Linked DNA regions of Zea mays: region 1 is linked to region 2. Evidence: chromatin contacts called from public Hi-C data. All regions are on one chromosome and are shown on one strand. Each heading gives the region's core, a stretch centred on a gene start, on an enhancer-like site or on the middle of the called end of the contact. The rest is flanking DNA. Distances are from core to core; before and after follow the strand shown.

Region 1 (4,194 bases), core at 1,469-3,968, 86 kb after region 2:
AATGGTAATCACCATAAAGGTGAATAACCAACATCAAGTCTCCTACATATCTACTTGAGAGAACACATAGGTAATCATCATAACCATATGATGTAGACCTCTTATTGATGGGCAAATAACATTTTGCTGTCTAAAAGCTTGGTCTCTGGGCAAATAAATTCCAAGAACTTATTGCAGCCAAAGCTTAGATCTCCATCATGTGTTGAAATATCCCAAGTTCAAGATATGTGTCATATTTTGCAAGAATTCATCGTTTAATTAAGTAGAACTTAATTAAAAGAATTCTTTTAGCAGTCAGCATGACTGCAGTGTCCAGCCTGGCTCCATAGCCCGTGACGCCTGCATGGTCCGTGATCTTTTGGATAGCACGTATAGGTAATCATCTTAAAAGATGTAGACCTCATAGTGATAGGTATTTCAAATGCGGCCTAAAGCACGGTCTCTGGGCTACTAAACTCTATAAAGAATTTAGTGCAACCAGTGCTTAGGACTCCATCACCCTATGCTTTTCTGAAAAAAATGCAATATCATTTTGCATGAGGACCATTAGTTTCGACTTAATTATGTGCTATGTTTTCCATGCAAACATAAAAGAATGCAAAAACAATAGCAAGTCGAAAATATGTGAATTATAAATGTAAATAAAATTATAATTCACTTAACAAGTCTGTATTTTCATAATAAAACAGACAAGTATGTACAATTGTATATATCATCATCAGTCTAAATATGCAAATTTAGATGTACAAATAATGATAAAGTCTGTAATTTGTACGAATAAGCCTAAATAATAAATTTCGTAGACCCAATCAGTGAAAATGACCCATTTGGCCCACCAAAAGAACCCATTAAAGCTGGCGGTTAGGGTTTTCTAACCCTAACCGATTCTCACATCCAGCCGCCGGCGGCCTTGCTGGTGGCCCCGGCCTAGGCGCGGTGGTACGGGGCGCCCCTGGCTACGCCCAGCAGCGCGGCAACCGGTGGTGCGGCCCCGGCCAGGCGGGCGCGGCGGCCCGGCAGCGCGCGGCAACCGGCGCGTGGCCCCGGCCAGGCGGGCACGGCGGGCACGGCGGCAGCGGCCCCGGCAGCGCGCGGCAACCGGCGCATGGCCCCGGCGGCGCGCGGCCCCAGCCAGGCAGGCAGCCTCGGCCCCGGCCCCGGCAGCGCGGTGGCTCAGCCAAGGCGCACGGCGCGCGCGGCTCGGCCATGGCGCGGGTGCGGCCGACTCGGCGGCCATGGCGCGCGGCCCCGGTGGCTCGCAGCGTGGCTCCGCGACGACGCGCGCAGGCGGCTCAGGCTTGCGGGCTCGCGGCCCCAACCTCGGCACGGCACGGGCGGCCCCGGTGCGGCGGGCGCGGCCCTCAATGGCGCGCGGGCGTGCGCGCTAATGGCGGCCAGGCAGGAGCGCGGGCCCCCGGCGTGGGCGGGCACAATCCTGGCAGCGCTACGGCGGCTCGCCGCGGCCCGGCGGCTCGCAGGCGTGGCCCCGGCGTGGGCATGGGCGCGACGGCCTTGTCCCTGGCGTGGTCACTGCCTCGGTTTGTGGCCATGGCAGCGCAAGCGCGCTTCCCGACGCGAGCACGCGCGAGTCCCCTGGCGAGGCTCTGTACCGGCGCGGCACTGGTACGTCCACATCGCGTGCGCGCATCCCATGCAGTTGCATTCAGACAGGTGCAGCCCCTGCGGGGCTTCACGCGGGCGAGCGCTCGACCTCAACATGAGGGCTTGCGCGGCCTTGGCCATGAGCGGACCCTGCCAGTTTGCGAGGTGGGATCTGGCAAGCATTCATGGCCTCTGTAGCCCACGAAGCCACGGCCAGGGCGCCAGGCAATGTCATCATGCAATTTGTGTAGAATTTGAAAGGACGACAGTGTCAAAAGAACACATCAGAAAAGGGTAATGATCCTACCATTTTTAATGTTCTTTGCACAATATCCAGATCGGCAGGATCTGCCCTTGATCAATGTCTCGATGCATTAACTTTTGCAACCGCCCGTTAATGGTAGTGTTAGGCTTGGCCTTCTTGTTCGTACGAGCAAGGAACTTCAGCAGAAATTTTCTTCTCTGATCTTAGAGCGCTCTTAGAGCAGCGCTGATAACGTGTTGAAGTATACGCAGTGGTCTTAAGATTGAGAGAGAGAGACAAATGACAGTTGTACTTTATTATTGCAGGGAGTTCTGATTATATACATGTGAAGGGGTGTATCCTAAGGGGGATGTTCCTCATGGAGAATCTGTCGCACCCTTTGGATTAGTCACATATACAATATATAATATTTTGTAACAGACGCAACGCAAGCGGCCGTGCCTGCCAGCCTCCTCCACGGATCCACCCGATGGCCCCCTAGCTAGCTTCCCCGCCGCGTCCCACACACGAAATGAATGCCTGGCTGCGAGGTGCGCGCAGGGGGCGGCAGCTGGGCCCACTCTCGCGCCACAAACCGATGCTCCGTCAGTCAGGCGGCCCCTAGCTAGCTTGCAGACCTGCCATAGTGCCATGCCCATGCCGTGCGTACGAGGTATGTATACGACGCGCACCCAACTTGGCACCCATATGCCATGCGTAGCAATTAGCTAGGCCGATCGGCATGACGTACGGCAAGCTTATTAATTTGTTGGTGGAACCCCAGGTCCCGGGGCGATCGAGACGCCATCGTCAGCAGGTGTGTGTGCACGAGAGAGACACGCCAAGCTTGCTGCGGTCAGGCCAGGACGCCGTGCCGTGTGAGAGTGACCGAGGGGGCCAGAATGAACGAACCTAGCAGCCGAACGGGCAGGGGCATGGTGTGGATGGTGCCGCCACCATATCAACCAAAACCTCCTCTCTCATGCATGCATCATCGATCATCCAGGTTCGTGGCCGTGGTCGACATGGACAGACTCAGACAGGCTTGCTCGATAAGCTTTGGAGGAATCTAACTCACTGCTGATATATGTGATCGTCACCACGCACCGCGGCGTGTGACGGGACGGGACGGGAATCCAAATTAGCCGCCGAAATTTATGCGTGAGGGGGGCGATGCATGCGTCTCGAGTCTTGTGGAAGACTGGAGGTGGAACCCACGCGGCCCGCACGTACGTATCCGCCCGGGAGTTCCAGCTAGCCACACAAGCATGCCTTGTACCTATGTGGCGCACCACGGATCGGAGGCCGGCCTCTTCCCGGATGGCCGTGTCGAGAGAGCTAGCGCAGCGTTGACTGAAGCGCGGATCGTCAGGAAGGGAGCCACAGCCATGCATGCATGCATGCATTTTCGTTAGTTTGTTATGGTGGGTGGCATCAGCATGCTAGCTAGCATCATCAGAAGCCTCCCCGTTCCGCCGCAGTCAACTCCGACGAATTGAAACGCCCCCAACGAACGAACGGATCAAAGCGGGGACAACACAACAGCACGCGCGTTGTACGTCAACCTTTTTCGTTGTCGCCATACCGGCCTTCTCCAAACCATTTCGTTTCCAAGCGCCGAATCACGCATGGATGGTGATCATCGAACACGATGTCAATATAATACTACTACTCTAAAGACCTTGAAATATGAAATACATATATATAGTGTCGTGCTGCCCTGTTCAACCAAATGATGATAGTATCAAATAAAAACTTGGAAACCAAAACGAACATCCGCCAATACTTGCACCAGCTAGGAGAGCTGAGGTCGTCGAGGCCACGTCAAGTCCGCCACCGGAGCGAAGCCTGAACCCAACGCCATGTATCGTCGTCTGAACCCAACGCGACCCCTCCCCAGCCGCAACCCGCAACCGCAAGTCTGCAGCGGCGCCCCAGCTGGACGCAGGCACGGAGAAGAAGAAACGCAGCGCGCACCACACGCATCTGGCACCTTCCAATAGCCACCGCCTCCGCCCCGCGCCGCACATGGGCAATTTGTCTTTTGAGCTGCAAAAACACGCATATTGTCTTTTGAGGCAAAAATGTGTGTTTTTGGAAACAAAAAACACACACATCTTATATATATATATATATATATATATATATATATATATATATATATATATATATATATATATATATATATATATATAATGTTCATTTCCACACAATTATTGTTCTTACAGAACTTAGAAATATGAGCAGCAACAAAGTATTTTTTTTTAAAAAAATACAACTCTAATTATCACTACTGGAATTCGGCTCTTTACCGAGCGCCAAATATTTTACCGAGTGTTTTTTTGCAC
Region 2 (3,936 bases), core at 1,373-3,872:
TAGTATAAATATAACCAGATCGAGAGATCGCCGGCACGCAAATAAAAACCAGCCGGAACTGACGTCGTGATTCAAGGCAAAATCGACAAAAGCGCCCATCAGATTATATTAGGGGCCGGTTATGGTTAGCAACAGCCAGCGGCCAATATATCTATCAGTTGCGGTCATCTCATCTCCTACTTTTTCTTCTGCGTGTGATGCAACGCGTACGTAGAAGAAAACTAAAGGCCCTACGTACGTACAGTACGTACGTACGTGCAGCGCCACGGAAGAGAGACTTGCGAGAGACGCTACTGCGGCGATCGAGGACCACCAGGCCTGTCCGCAGCCGAGCATGACAGTTTCAAGCGACCATAAATGCGCGGAACCCAAATCACAGCGCGGCATGGGGAATACTACTAAACGAGAACGTAAATTCCTGAAAAGAATATCCGTTGATCGGCCGTGGACGGATATCTAGAAATTAATTAATCGCTGTGGCCTCGCAGATTTGTATTACTGACGAATCAATGTTCTTAGAGATATGCAGGGGATGGGGTATACAGCACATGTATACCCTAGAGAAATACGTCGTAGTACTAGTATTTTGGAGTGGAACTAGAGCCGTTCGACACAAAATGGCACCGTACTCCGCGTAGGACGATGCACCGTACTTTAACGACAAGGCACGATAATGTATAGGAAATCTCTACTATATATAAACAACAGTTTTCACGTAATTAAATGTCTGCCCGCCCCCCTCCACATCTAAATGGTAAAAAACTAAAATTATACACAGATAAAGGATTGGAGCAAACAACCTAGCTCTAAAACTCATACTCACACTCATCTAGACAACAAAACACATATATCTTTTAGTTTATACTCTATATCCAAACTTAAATGAAAATCGTAAAAAAAAGCTAAAATTAAACCAACCTAGGTTACCCCGTTGGCATATCAAGTTTAGACCGGTAACCAAAGCCATGCCAAGTTCATCGTCATCTATCTTCACAAATCCTTTTGTCGTGGGTGGACGCTATGTGTTGGGTTATATGGTTTAGTAGAAACGATATTGGTGTTTGGATCATGTTCACTCAAAACCTATTTACAGGTACTTTACAGAGGGATTTATTGGTGCCGCTTTTCTGGGCACAACTGCAACAACATGAACTGGACAAGGCAATGGTGAATGATGTGTGCCGCACACTGGAGTCGGTGGTCATAGAGATCTTTGCCGGTTTCAGATGGCGGTTCACAAATCTTATCACTGTTTAATTTTTTGCGCTAGTTGTAGTTCTCATACTGCATGATGGTTGTGAGTCAGATTTCTTGTATGTAATAAGAGGTGCGGACCCTCTGTTGAGGTGAAGGTCGTTGATTCTTATTATATATCTAAAAAAAGATCAACACACAACATGCATAGATCCGAATTTGAATTGTGGTTGTTTCTTCCGTCTTTATTTTTACATCATAAACTTCACTAGTAGCTCTTCAGGGGCAACGACAAAATTGGTCCATGCACCGATGTAGACCGCTATACATTGTCAGGTTTAGTTTGAAAGAGATGGTGCCGCGTCCACGATATATAAAAACTCCATGGCCATCACTCTTGCTCCATGGCCATCACTCTTGCTTTTATGATCCAACTGGTTTTCGTGGTAATGCTATGAAGTTGATGCGAATCAATCACCTTAATGTAAAACTGGAAAGCCTATTACTACATACCCATTGGACGAATAATACACATAGAGGTATATTTGTGCGTAACTTCAATTAGTTTAGAGCATGATATAGAACAATATTGAGTTATTCTATGATTCATAAGACAACTATTAGATTCTATAGAGGAGCTACTGTCATCCACCAAAGGATGAATCTAGCTGAAAGTGTCATAAAATTTACCTACATTATCGATGCCACCTATGTTGGCGTATTCCCACGTGCTAGTGGCAGATCTAGGTTTGCTCGTCGTGGCGTTAGCGCATAACGGTCTATCCACAAAAAGGATAATGATTTGTCGGTATCAATCCGACAAAATAAAAGTTTGCTCGTCGTGGCATTAGCACGTAACGGTATGTCCACAAAAGAATAACGATTTGTCGGTATCGATCCGACAAAATACAAGGATGGTGACTTTCTTAAATCAAAATGCAAAGGTAAGTTATTAAAGCACACATTTTGATAAAAATGACAAACAATGGAATACCACCATCTATTACAAGACGAAACAAACAAACATCCACGCCATATATATTGTGCTATTATTAGGATTAAAGCTAGCAGACACTTGGAAATGTAGTCTATTTCTTTCAAATTTCAACGCCCGTAGGAGCGAGCATTTCCATATCTCAACCACGGGTCCACGGCCAAGTTCAAATTTCGACGGGATCGTGCCAAATACTCACCACAGAACACACGAAATGTTCAGGCCCTCGGACACCGCCATGTGGGCCGATTCCACTCAATTGAAAATGGCTCCACGCGTCATGCACTTCGACGGTTCGACGAGCCCCCTCGTCCCTTGTCTCCCGTCACGCGAGCCCCCCCGCACCCCCGGCCGCGCAGCCCACACGCGCAGGCGGCAGGCGCAGTCCGTCACCCTCAACGCGTCCAATGCGGGGTCTGCTGCTGCCGCAATTCATTTTTTCCCTCTTCAGTTCCCGTTTGGTTTCGTCACACCACCCTCCACTGCCTTCCTTCTCGTCGCCCCCTCGTCCACTGCATTAATACTGCCACTCCCCGCCCCCCGTTCCCCTCTCCTCGCACGCTTCCGGAGCTATAAATCTCGGCGCCCCCCGGCTACCGGACCCCGCATTCCCGTGCGCGAGCTCCGGTGATCGCCGGGACCGGCCGGCGGCCATGGGGCAGTGCTACGCGAGGAACGTGCACGGCGTCGACGCCGACGACGGCGGCGTGGGGGCGACCACCATCACGGTCTCGGCGGCGGGAGGGCCGGAGGATGCGGCGTCGGTAGGGGGAGGGGGAGGACGAGGAGGAGGGAGGCGGAGCGCGCGGCCGTCGCCGGCGGGGACGCCGCGCGGGGGCAGGGCCGGGGCCGGGGCGACGCCGGCGCGGTCGTCGGCGGCCGGCAGCCCCTGGGCGCCCGGGCTCCCCGATGGCATCGCGCCGTCGCCGGCGACCTCGGTGTCCACGCCGCGCCGATTCTTCCGCCGCCCGTTCCCGCCGCCGTCCCCGGCCAAGCACATCAAGGCGTCCCTCGCGCGCCGGCTCGGCCACCGGTCGCCGGCCTCCGCGTCGCAGGTGCCCATGCCGCCCGTCGAGGTCCCGATCCAGGAGCACGGGGCGGGAGGCGCCGGGGGTGGCGCTGGGCAGCGGGAGCTTGACAAGAGCTTCGGCTACGACCGCCAGTTCGCCGCCAAGTACGAGCTAGGGAAGGAGGTGGGCCGCGGCCATTTCGGACACACCTGCCTCGTGCGTGCCCGCAAGGGAGACATGAGAGGCCAGGTCCTGGCTGTCAAGGTCATCTCCAAAGCCAAGGTCTTGCTACTCGTGATCTCACACCACTCTTTTACTGAACGCGCGATCTTACCAGTTTCAATGGCCTCGGTTTCTCCAGCGGATCATGAACCAACTATGTGTGTGTTTGGGGGTGTAGAATTGCCGTCCTGTCTTGATCTTTTTAACTCTCGCTTAGTACACCATGGTTTGGTTGTTAGTTTCACAACAATAATCCAGTAACTCTGCATTGCCACTAGCACAGATGTTGCAATCATAAGTTCATCATTTGTTTCTTGGCTGCCTTGCACGGTGATCAGTTTTTTTTTTTTTTTTTTTTTTTTTGCCATGGTATTGGCATTTCCCCGCAGGGTTAGAAGTACATTGTAGAGATCCTGTTTCAGCAATGGCGCATTTAATGCTTTGCCTGTTTATATGATCTGAGTGTTCAGCTGTTCATCCATCTATCCCCTGTTCCTTGCTTTCTTGTTCTTTCTT

The links. Hi-C and Micro-C count contacts between places; a contact is called where the count stands out from the background.
Region 1: a contact with region 2 is called in a Hi-C map of leaf, with 6 times the contacts expected there. The contact joins the enhancer-like site here to the promoter of LOC103626108 in region 2. A contact is called at or near these places in 2 of 25 Hi-C or Micro-C datasets (ear and leaf).

The regions. Positions count from the first base shown.
Region 1 is chr5:23,837,308-23,841,501 of Zm-B73-REFERENCE-NAM-5.0, forward strand. No RefSeq gene overlaps it. Among protein-coding and RNA genes, the nearest start is that of LOC100191931, 61 kb to the right of the region's middle. Within about 2 kb of position 2,719, at least 19 of the 20 cell types and tissues checked have an H3K27ac peak or open chromatin away from gene starts, as enhancers often do. A contact at or near this core is called in ear and leaf, where this site is marked.
Region 2 is chr5:23,751,703-23,755,638 of Zm-B73-REFERENCE-NAM-5.0, forward strand. It overlaps LOC103626108 (CDPK-related kinase 3), which reads left to right and starts at 2,623. Exons shown (of 11, transcript XM_008646484.3): 1 at 2,623-3,480. The coding sequence starts at 2,842.